2 separate regions of the Mus musculus genome follow, and region 1 is linked to region 2. Evidence: chromatin contacts called from public Hi-C data. All regions are on one chromosome and are shown on one strand. Each heading gives the region's core, a stretch centred on a gene start, on an enhancer-like site or on the middle of the called end of the contact. The rest is flanking DNA. Distances are from core to core; before and after follow the strand shown. Region 1 overlaps Gm38915 (a long non-coding RNA gene). Region 2 overlaps Eps8 (epidermal growth factor receptor pathway substrate 8).

Region 1 (5,842 bases), core at 1,948-4,447, 120 kb after region 2:
ACATAAGCAAAAAAAAAAAAACCAAAACAATAACACAAAGTGAGATTGCTGTTTCATTTGCTGAAACTGTGACAGGCTATCTCTGTAGAGGTATGAATTTAACATTAAGGAAACACTGTACGGAAAAGTCATTACTGAAGGAGTTTCCCCCCCCCCCCATGCCCTTAGGAATCGTTTGCTTTCTCTCTCTCTCCTGTTAGGCTATGGTTTAGAAATTGAATGTATTACTAATTCTGCCTCCACTGGATGCCTTCTGACTCAAGAGACTAACACTTTAGCAGAAACATCTGCAGATCTTCTGAGAAGCAGCCAATAACGCGGAGTCTCCTTTGGCAGAAAAAAAAAAAAATCCTGGGCTAGGAGCCCAGTCCATGGCTGTCTGTATGAGGGACAATGAGGCCAGTTCTGACATCTAGAGAAGACCCGATCACTCAGGGGGGCAGTAAGACGTGGAAAAGTAATGTTTTCTGATTATTTTCCTGCAGTTGAAACACATGGGAAGATAGGAGTGGGCAGACGAGTTGAGAAATGCTTACTGACGTAATTAAAATGGAGAGGTGAGTTATTCTATGGAAAGTTTTGGGTCATTATAAAACGTTGCTGTGTAAAAACAAAAAAGGTCGGAGTATTTCGTCTGGTATTGGTTAAATCAGTTTCATAGCTACAGAGTTATGAGCAAACACATTTGAGTTTACAGACTAAAGACTCCTCGACATTATGCATCTCTTGCCAGCTCGAATCACCTTTGGACACGATAAGTGACATTTCTACTTTCAGTCTCCCAGGCTTTAAAATATATATAATTATTATTACTACTAGTAGTAGTAGTGGTAGTAGATAGTAGTAGTATTCCTTTAATTACCCAACCAGGACTCTACCAGACCTCCAAAGACCCCTCATTAGAACACCTCCCTCTGGCTCGATAATTCTGAATGCTGAAGAACTGAAGACCCTCATCTTCAGTTGCTACCGGGATGGATTTCATGTACACACCTATATTAGTTACTTTTCTCATCGCATTGACAAAATGCCTGACAAAAGAGAGTTAAGAAAGGGTTTATTTCCGGCTCATCATTTAAGAATACAGTCAACCATGATGTGGAAAGGCTCTCGGCAGCAAGCACACGAGGCATCTGGTCACGTGGTGCCAGCGCTCTCGAAGCAGAGAGAGAGAGAGAACAACACTGGTGCTCAGCTGGCTTTCTCCTCTTTAAAGATTCCCTAACTCTTGTGTGTGTGAGTGTGTGAGTGTATGTGTGAGTGTGTTCATGCATGAGTGTGTGTACATGTGTTAGTGTGTATGTGCATGAGTGTGTGTAGCATGAGTATATGAACATGAGTGTGTATGTGTGTATGCTCATAAGTGTGTGTTGCATGAATGTGTGCGAGTATGTATGTGCATGACTGTGTATGTGAGTGTGTGTGCATGGGTATGTGTGTGTGTGTGTGTGTGTGTATGTGTGTGTGTGTGTGTATACGTGCGTGTGTGCATACATGTGTGTGTGCACTTACTAAGGGTTAGGATCCTCTGTAACTAGAGCTATATAGGCAATTATGAGCGCCTGAAGTAGGTACTGACAACCAAACCCAAGGCCTCTGCAAGAGCAAAGTGCTCTTAATCATTGAGCCATCTCCTTTCTCCTTTTTATCGATCTTGGACCCCCCACCTTGCGGAACGTGCTAGAAAAGAGTGTGTTTTCCCAGCTAAAGGACCCCAGTGCAGAAATTCCCTAAGAGGAAAGCCCCCTGGATTTGTCCCCTGAATAATTCTAGGCCCTGTCAAGTTAACAGTCAATATTCACCAGCATCTATCCTCTCTGTATTCTAGCGCATAACTCTAATCAATATGGCAGGTCTTCACTGTCTTTGGACTACCACGAAATGCCCAAATCTAATTACTAATATCTTTTCTATATTGATGCTATGCTATTATATGTTTAAAAAAATTTATACACTGTCTCACTATATATACCTGGCTGACCTGGAACTTGCTGTGTAGACCAGGCTGGATTCAAACTCAGAGCCAGCTGGTTTGCATCTACTTCCTGAGTGCGTTAAAGGATTGTGCCAGCAGGCTTGTCTTTCTACGTGTAAAGCTTATCACTCAAGTACATTTAGAAACTACTTATATAAAAGAAGAATGTATGTATGCTACTTCTGTGTTATGCACATACAAAGTTTCTACTTTATCCTACTAACACATATTATTTAGACATCTCTATTTGTGTGTGTGTGTGTGTGTGTGTGTGTGTGTGTGTATGTGTGTGGTTATGGGAGTCCTGCCTCAGAGTCCTGAGCATCTAGGGCTACAAGTTTGTACCACTGCAGCCAGTTTGTGTGTTTTTAATTCTCAGTTTATAACAGAAATAGTCTTTCGACTCAAACAAGGGCCTCCTTGAAGCACTGTTTCCCTTGCACCGTAGGGATCTCAATTTCAGGCCAGTTCTTTCTGCCAGCTTTCCTGATTTCTCTTCTTTGCAGTCCTCAGATGCAAGTATTCCTCAACGTTTTTTTTCCCCCTTATATAATCATCTCACTGTGGCAGATTTTTCTGGGAGCTTTCATTATCATGTATATCAATGTACAAGTTTTAGAACACAGCCAAAAAAAAAAAAAAGTCTTTAACACGACTTTAACACTGTCAAAAGACCGAAATTCAGATGCAGTCTTCATGGGAAGTGTTTCATCTCTTTGTAGTCACCAGCTGCCGCTTCCTGGAATTAAAGGACCATTTTCCAAAGCAGCGCTCTGTAACAACAGTTCTCAGGCCATTGTGTGTGCCATTATCTAAAGCCTCACAGAACCCATCCTTAAAAGCAGGAGCAAACATCTGATTTTGCCCAGAAATCTGCAGCCCGGGCAGGCTTAGCTGGGTGGCTTCACTGGGTAGTTCCTCTAGAGGCTGAGTTTGGGGTGGGGGTGGGAAGTCTTCAGAGCCTAGCAGATTGCTTCCCGCAGTCAACTGTGAGCTCAGCTGTGACCTTTGTGGGGTCCCTCTGTGGTCTTGGCCATCACCACACCACAGCCTCCCTTCTAATGAGGAATATTCCAAACAGCAAACTCATAAGCATGCTGCTCCAGTGACCTTATCTTCCTTAAAACACTGACAAGGCCTTGCCTGGCCTGGGCTCTAGAGGACAGGGACAAAGCCTTTAGCCTTTGGATAGCGGTAAGGTTGGGGAAGGCCTCATGGATAAGCCCTGCCTCTTGGAATGCCTTTTCAAATCCACAATCTGCTAGGAGTTCTAATGCACCAAGTCACTCTCTGTGGGTTAATTCTGGATCATCCGCATAATCCAAAGACGCCCATATGGCTCCTCAGTTCTAAGCAGCAATTGTCTGCCTGTCTCTCCCTGGGCTAACAGTGCTCTGTCTCTGGGTGTGTAACAATCATAGACAAAATGATCTCATTTTCTATATTGTAAGAACAAATGTGTTCTCTGTGTGTGTATGTGTATGTTAGTGTGTGTGTGAGTGTATGTGTGTGTGCCTATCTTGTGTGTGTTAATGTGTAGTATATTTTGACATATGCATATATTAGTGTGTTTCTGTGCATTATGTTTGTGTGTATGTGTGTATTAGTGTGTGTGTATGTGTGAATGTATGAATGTGTGCGTGTATGTGTGTGTTAATGTGTCTGTGTGTATTATTGTGTGTATGTGTGAATGTGTGTGTGAGTGTATGTGTGTATGTGTGAATGTGTGTGTGAGTGTATGTGTGAATGTGTGTATGAGTGTGTGTGTGTGTACACTTCTATAGCAGCATCTTCACTGGAGGTCAAATCTCTGCCCCTGTTGATCAGTGTGTCATTTTTCTCTCCAGCTTTTGTAGAAAGTAATAGAGTGTGCACATAACAAGTTCCCAGCATGTCTTTTAAGAATAAATAGTTCAAACAGTGGGGTGGCTCACATAGATAATAAGACCCAGCTTATCTTCTTTCTGCTAAGGTGGCCTGTTTGTAGTTAACACCAATTTCCTGAAGTGCAAACTATGCATTGTCCTTTAAAATATTAGGGTTTTTTGTTTGTTTGTTTGTTTTTGGGAAGGATGACTCTTGGCCACGAGAGAAACCAAACTTACAGCTCTGAAAAGCACTCTATTCAAGGGAAGGCAGATGCAGCCTCACTCTGAACCCAGCATAGCTGCAGAAAATGCAACACACTGCTGCCTTAAGGGCCAGTGCTGAAACCAGCTAATCAACACGTGGGCCTCCCACTTCAGGGTTGCAAACTTTATTATTTCATAAAATACTAAAGCAAACAATGTTAAGTTGGCATTTTATTCCAAATAAAGTTATATTTTAGAAAGTTGTCTGTCTTGTTTTCCAAAGAAACACTTGTCAGTCTGCAATCCCCACATTCATTTTCCAGTGGTTGTAGATCTTTTGTGGACTCTGTGGACAGATTTGCTGTTATTAGCCTGATAACCTAGAGTCTGGGCTCTACCTCTATATAGTTACTTCATGATATCAATTTCAAATAAAACAAATAAATAAACTCCTTTGAAGAGCAAGCCAACATATTTGCAATGTAGCTTGCCTAGCAGCCTGCGTAGCTCTGAGTCTCCCCCCCCCCCCATGGGTTTGAATGTTTTTATTATATTCATACATTTTGAGGATGATATGATGAGCTACAATTTCATGGTTAGAGTTGTTTGGTTGACACACAACACAAAAGACTTAAGTCAGAGAAACAGTCAGCCAATAAACCAAAGATCTTTTTTTTTTTTCCAGTGTGAAATGTCTCTGTAAGAATGAGTTTCACAATTAGATGGATTTCTTTCAACTACTAGCTCATCTGCTTACTCTGAATTGGCAGAAGGAAGTGAATAAAGTCCTTTATATCTGTATATGGAGAGGCTGGCACCAAGCTGGCTTGTGGAGTATGGTCCTGAGTGTTACTGCCACATTCAACTGCCACATCGTCATTGAAGCTTACTTCCCTACACTTTCCAACGACCCCAATCAAAAGCACCCGTCTCACTTGGTACAGATTCATCATCACACACCTCTCTTTTATAGAATGCACTAGCCCACTCCTAAACCCTTAGGCAGCTCCCAGGACCTGGCTATGAGAATGTCAATAAAAGTGTTATGTCCCAAAGTCCCTTGTTGAACTGACTAAGTAATGGCTTTTGAGAATTTAGATCTGTGATGTTCGAGGACCACTGTGTATGAGTGTCTCCACCTCACTTCCTTGACCATCATTATCCCAGCTAAGCACGTCCACTGACCAGTCTGGCTACACACATCTAGCCTTGAGTAACTGCTGGAATCCTAACTGAAACAGCTAGTGTAGGCTCTACCTGGAAGAGAATATCAAATTCCCCACGAATCCCTGTTCTTTGTGGCTCACCAGGGAACAGCTAAGACATTGCACCACAGGCATTTAGATCACAGACATGATCTTCCATCTGCCTTATTGCCAAACACATATTAATGTCTGGTGAGTGACCTGGTGCCTCGACTTGGTCCCCAAATGTTTGGCCTTTGGTAAAGGCAGCTTGACTATCACCACATAAGCAGGTCACGCTATCATTTAGGTTTTAGGATTACAGGCGTTCCCACCAATGAATGGCGTGATCTACCATACATATATCAAGACAAGGGTTTTCCCATAAGCCTGTAGCCTTGATGCTTAAGAAATTACATGGGTCCAGTGTCGAGCGCGCCCCCAACTCGCCAGCAAGAACGACGCTGCTACAGGATCCTTCTGCACACGTTTATTCAGTCCTATTTCTTCTTTCTCTATATCTCCCTTGTTTATATCTCCCTTGTTTATATCTCCCTTGTTTTTATATCTCCCCTGTTTGTATCTCTCCCTCGTTTATATCTCCCAATAAT
Region 2 (6,035 bases), core at 1,946-4,445:
TTACAATAGAAACATAAAAAATTACTAATTTAAAATGTAACCAACTGATCCCAGAAGGTAACATACTTGTGTTCATTAAATAGCAACAGCAACCAGTGCCTCAGAAACACAGCATTTCTCACAATAGCTGGCTTGACAAGATCCATTTCATTTGCTATTAACTGCTAATGCCTTTACTGGTAATAACAATACACCAAAATAGCAAGTTCTCTGCAAAGTAAACATTGTTTAAAACTATCAGAAAATTGCCAGGCTCTGGGGGCTTGGTTCTGTCACTGTTTTTTTTTTTAAGGATTTGTTTTTATTGTTTCTCCAGATGTCTGCATGTGTGTCTGTATGGCAGTATGTGCCTATGTGAGTGCAGGTACTCAAGCAGGCCAGAAGAGGGCGCTGGATACCCTGAAGCTAGAGTCACAGATGGTTGTGAGCTACACAATTTGGGTGCTAGGAACCAAACTTACATCTTCTGCAAATGCAGCAAGTATTCCTGACCCCCCCAACCCCCCCCCACCCCACCCCCCTCTCCCGTGGAGGTCATTTACTTCCAAAGTTTCTATTCACTTTTTCTTGGCATGGGATACACTACTGAAGGACACAGGATGAACTAATTGGTAAATGATGGCTTACATTCTTCAAGACTTCATGATGGACTTGTCAGTTAAATTATTTCAAACACTCAGGTGACAAGGTAGAATTGGGCATAAATTGCTGAAGAAAAAAAAAACAAAAACAAAGACTTTGAAGATCAATTTTGGTTTTATTACCTATGAGCTTTTTATTTTATCAAGCAAGTTCTAGATCCTTTATCTGAAAGTGAGTACAAAAACCTTTCTTTCAGCCAGTGTGGCAAGGTAGCATCCACTTTGGTAAGTCTGCATTCAGAGGCCAGCAGCAGAATTCTTGCCATCTGGCGAGTGGTCATGCTTAAGAATGTATTCTATGTATGAGACATCTCACATATTTTAATATTTTATATACAGTACATTATTCTGAGTGCCTAGTGTTAAATACCTAGTGGCAAATTTTCTAATTGTCAGCACCTAGTTATTTTTCTGATATTTAACATTATTTTTATGCCAGCTAACTACAGACTCACTTCTAAAATGTCAAGAACAACACCGTGGTTGTAAATGAACATCAAGAAACACATCTGAAGTCCTTTTTCATATTGCAGCCTAGAGTAGACTCCTCAGTAACCAGCAAGATTTTGTCTGTAATTTTACTGCTCTAAATTGTAGTCTAGGCATAAATGTCACTAGAAAAGTTTAAAGACAGACTTCTGTGATGTCTGATTTAGCTGTCATGTTCACACAACTCAGAGGAGGGAACTTCACCTGAGGAATTGTCTCCATGAGAGATCAGCCTGTGGGAGTTTCTTTGGGGCATTTCCTTTACTGCTAATTGTTGTGGGAGAGCCCAGCCCACTCTGGTGGTCCTGAGCTGTATAAGAAAGTTATCTGAGCAGAAAAGAAGAGGATAAAGGAGAGGAGAATAGGGGAGAGGAAGAGAGAAGACAGGAGAGAGAACTGGTCACCAGGCAGATTTCCTCCATGGTTCTTGCCTCAGCTTTTGCTTGTGTCCCTGCCCTGCTTTCCTTCAATGACAGACTATAATCGGACATCTAAGCCAACTAAAGCCTTTCTTCCCCTGGTTGCTTTTGGTCAGTGTCTTACATCACAGCAACAGCAAAGCAAGCTAGGATGGCTTATTCTTCCAGATGCCCAAAGTTACAATTTCAGAGGACCTAAGGGACCTAGATGAAAACATATCCAAATAATTCTTTGTACTTAGTGATCAGCCTCCTATTGTTAGAAATCCCTCACCTTCAGAAACAAAGTATCAGCCAAAACCAGCTTTCTCTGAGCCCACTTGACCTGACTTCTAGGGGCATGGCTATCATGTGGTAGCAACATTTGTTTACAGATCTGTCTCATAGTCAGATACACATGCCAAAAGGAGAGAGCAAGACACAGACATGTTTTACTGTGATAGGAGTCCCTGCAGAATGCCTGGTAGCAGGAGGTGTTTAACAAATGCTTGGGGGATCCACCCATGAGTACATCCACTCCCAGGACTTGTGGGTCAAATCTGCTATGGCTTGGAGATGGTCTGACCGTGTCTCCAAAATGCTCACCGACGGAGGTTTGGTGGTTCACCTTTAAGAGTTTAGAAAAGTTAATTAGGTCAGTGGGGTGGGGGGAGATTCCTGCCTTCAGCAGAGATTAATGCTGGTGTCAGAAGAAAGCTGGCTCTTCTCAGGAAATGAGCAAGTGTGACAGTTGACTCTCTCTGCCTCCCTGTCCTGCTCAAATCCTCCCATCATTGTAACACAGTTTGTCATAAGTCCCTCACCAGGGGCTAGATCAGGGGGCTATCCCACCTTGAACTTTCAGTCTCTAGAATGATGAACTACGTAAACCTCTTTATTTATAAGGTGTCTAAGCCCAGGGACCTTATTTTAAGCATTAGAAAAGTCACAACACAGAATCATAAGGTGGCGCACTATTAGATATTCCTTGTGGAAATCCACCAATCTGGGGCTAGAATCTCAGAAGATCTTCACCCGAGTTTCACCTCTGCCCCTCCATCCACAGAGGCCACATTTTTTTCAGCTAATTCCCACCCAGAACAATCTAAAGTCAAAGTTTCCCAGTCCCAGAGCCTTCGAAATGCAGTACTTACGCTTGCTTTTCCTTTTTAAGAATATTTTCAGTTTATTCGCACATGCATACAATGTGTTAGTGTGATCTCCTTCATTCCCAGCCATCTTAGGCCCATGTGACCTCCTCTCAACTTCATGCATTATTTTTTAATAGCCCAGCAAGTCCAAAATGTGCTGCCCATATTGAGGGTGTGGAGCCATGCACTGTAGCATCATACATTTAGCAGGAGCCACGCCCTTAAAGAAAGCAGACTCCCTTCCCCAGATAAGTCATCAACTGTCATTAGATCCTCAGCTGGGGTAGAGGCTCATGGGCCCCTCCCCATTCCACCACATAATGTTGCCTGGCTTTATCCTCTGCAGGTCTTATTCAGGCCATTATGTCTGATCTGCTAATTCATCGTAGCATTTTATACCCTGGGTATTACATCACACACATGATACTTTTAAATCGTGTCATCGTCTTAGTCACCCTGTCACCTGGGAGTATATAGTACTCTCCTGCTGTAGTGAAGAGCTGAGGTCTAAGGAGGTCATAAAACCTGTTCAAAGTCCCAAAGTTATTGAACAGGATCTGAATAACAATAGAGTTCCCGGTCTCCATCTCCGGGAGAACACTGTTAATTGTAGGCATCGGCTTCACTGTATTCGGGGATACCTAGTTAGCTGTGGAGTACATTTCTAAGCATTTCTGAACATGCCAGTGAGCATGATTCTGGAGGTCAGTCTGCCGAGTGGGGTCCATCTTCCCTGACTGTGGACAGTCACCCTCCAATCAACTGGAGGTGCAAATGGAACACTGTGGTAGCAGAAGAGTCCGTTCCTGCTCTCTCTTCCAGATCCAGGATGCCCATCTTCTCTTGCCTGTGCATGGCCGAGCTCCATGTTCTCTGGCTTTCAGAATGAAACTTGGGCCTTCCCTACCAGGCTCTCAGGAATCAGTCCTTAGTCTGAGAATTACATCAACGGCTTCCCTAATGCTGAGGCTTCTGGACCTGGACGGTCACAGCTACTGATGTCCTTGGTTCTCTGATACAAGGAGAGCCCACGGTGAGCTGTCCCAGCCTCCAGCCTTGTGAGACAAATCCCTTCTCATCTGCCTCTGTCTCTGTAGCTCTCTTGGCTGCTTCTCTCTGGAGACTCCTAATGCAGCGGTATTACCAGTAAACAAAGCTTGTCACAAAAGCCGCTAAAGGTCCCCTGAGGTCACTTTAAGTGTTTTAATGAGCTTTTAAAAGGCAATGTTGGTGTCCTTGTGGGAGCTGTCAGTCTTCCTTCTCGGTTCTCTGACACACAGAGAACTCGAGTCAGCACATGTGGCTCTCAGGCAGCAGCTAGGATGGGGATAGAAATCGCGTTCAAAGGAAGAAACCCTGGGATCCAAGGACTAAAAAAACTCAAATTAGTGGATATAGAACTCACTGAATAAAGATCTAGTACTGACTAAAATCTATGTAAGTCTTATAAACTGTAGATCATGGGGCTGGAGAAATGGCTCAAAGGTTAAGAGCATTTGCTGTCTTCTAAAGGACAACACCCATGTCAGAGATCTTACAGCCTGTAACTCCATGGGGTCAGACACTCTCTTCTGGCTTCTGCAGGAAACTGCAGTCATGTGCACATACCTGCACAGAGATACATAATTACAAATAAAAAATTAATGCTGAAAAAAAAAACCAACCCTGTAGGTCACACACAAGAACCCACACTAAATTAACTAAATAGAACACATGAGTGGATGCTCACAGTCAGCTATTGGATGGATCACAGGGCCCCCAATGGAGGAGCTAGAGAAAGTATCCAAGGAGCTAAAGAGATCTGCAACCCTATAGGTGCAACATTATGAACTAACCAGCACCCCGGAGCTCTTGACTCTAGCTGCATATGTATCAAAAGATGGCCTAGTCGGCCATCACTGGAAAGAGAGGCCCATTGGACACGCAAATTTTATATGCCCTAGTACAGGGGAATGCCAGGGCCAAAAAATGGGAATGGGTGGGTAGGGGAGCGGGGGGGGGGGGAGGGGAGGGTGTGGGGGACTTTTGGGATAGCATTGGAAATGTAACTGAGGAAAATATGTAATTACAAAAAGAAAGAAAGAAAGAAAGAAAGAAAGAAAGAAAGAAAGAAAGAAAGAAAGAAAGAAAGAAAGAAAGAAAGAAAGAAAGAAAGAAAGAAAGAAAGAAAGAAACTGCTGAGGTGAGGGACAAAGCTACCCCAGGACCTAGATGCCCACCAGAACTCTGGCTAATGTTGGGTGAAGCAACACAAGCTCAGAAGTGAACCAGTCTTTCCCAGGTTCCATCTCACCTCTGTCAACTACTGCCTGACTTTAGGAAGCCCACTAATAGCACGCCGAGGCTCCATTCCCAGGCACATAGAATAGATGGGGTCACCCCACATATGGGAAGATGCAGAGAAGTATGGTAACACAGCGCATTGTCTGCAACCAACAGGAGCATAGCCACAGCACAGAAAAGCAGGGAACATTTTAAAAATATATTCAGAGGCCTCTGTGTTTACCAGACGAGCAAGTTAACAGGGGAGAGAGGCTCTCAAGCTCAGAGCTAGTAGAAGAGCTGAACTGTCTTCCACCCATGACCTATGGAATTAAATCTACAGGACACTCTTAAGGACACCCCTGGAGATGGCTCATCTAGGTGACTCTCTAAAGGGAACAATGAAATGAAATATCACAGTGGAGGTCTCAGGGAAGTTCTCTTGACACCCCCAATTCAGATCCCCAGGAAATTCTGTCGCTGTTATTTGAAGTTTGGCCACCAGTAAGCTTGGTTGTCAGTCTACATAAGAGAATGACTTTCTTACCCTGGGCTCTGTGTGTTTTCATTTTGCTCCAGCCCTGCTACTTCTGTAGACTGCTTAAGCATTTCTTCTGTGATGACAATGGGAGAGAGGTGTGTACTTAGCATCTATCAACTTCCAAGGTAAAAGCCATGGGAAACTGTGAGCAGCTCTAGACAGAGACCAATCAAACCACTCTCATTACATTGTGACACAGGGATGATCCACATTAAGACTTAGTGACCAAGGAGATGAAGGTGTCCCTACACAGAGCTGGTCACTCACAGAAACGTCCCTTCCTGTTTCTCCCTATGAAGTAACCTGGACGCCCTCTAATTCCTCCTCATTCCACCAGCCCTTAAAGTAATTAACTGAAGGTGCACACCATCAGCAGGAGAGTTGGTGATGCTGGCCAGTGGAGTACAGGCTAGTACCCGAGTACTTGCTGAGCCCAGGTACTGCTTACAGCAAGAGCCAGACAAATTCCCTCCTTCCTTTTCTAATGTGTAGTGTTGTTAGATGCCAGGCTCATTCTAAAGTACTTTACATACTTAACAGTTTAACTTCTTAC

The links. Hi-C and Micro-C count contacts between places; a contact is called where the count stands out from the background.
Region 1: a contact with region 2 is called in a Hi-C map of rod photoreceptor, with 3 times the contacts expected there. The contact joins two enhancer-like sites. A contact is called at or near these places in 1 of 15 datasets of contacts at CTCF or cohesin (the NIH/3T3 cell line), 7 of 484 Hi-C or Micro-C datasets (cortical neurons, embryonic stem cells, nephron progenitors and 2 more), 2 of 115 datasets of contacts at active chromatin or transcription factors (the NIH/3T3 cell line and embryonic stem cells) and 3 of 9 other capture datasets (adipose tissue, embryonic stem cells and liver).

What each region holds. Positions count from the first base shown.
Region 1 is chr6:137,710,179-137,716,020 of GRCm38.p6, forward strand. It overlaps Gm38915 (a long non-coding RNA gene), which reads left to right. Exons shown (of 4, transcript XR_869522.1): 3 at 486-557. Among named protein-coding and RNA genes, the nearest start is that of Gm38915, 10 kb to the left of the region's middle. Within about 2 kb of position 3,198, at least 35 of the 459 cell types and tissues checked have an H3K27ac peak or open chromatin away from gene starts, as enhancers often do. A contact at or near this core is called in rod photoreceptor, where this site is marked.
Region 2 is chr6:137,594,701-137,600,735 of GRCm38.p6, forward strand. All of the region lies in intron 1 of Eps8 (epidermal growth factor receptor pathway substrate 8), which reads right to left. Among named protein-coding and RNA genes, the nearest start is that of Eps8, 52 kb to the right of the region's middle. Within about 2 kb of position 3,196, at least 25 of the 459 cell types and tissues checked have an H3K27ac peak or open chromatin away from gene starts, as enhancers often do. A contact at or near this core is called in rod photoreceptor, where this site is marked.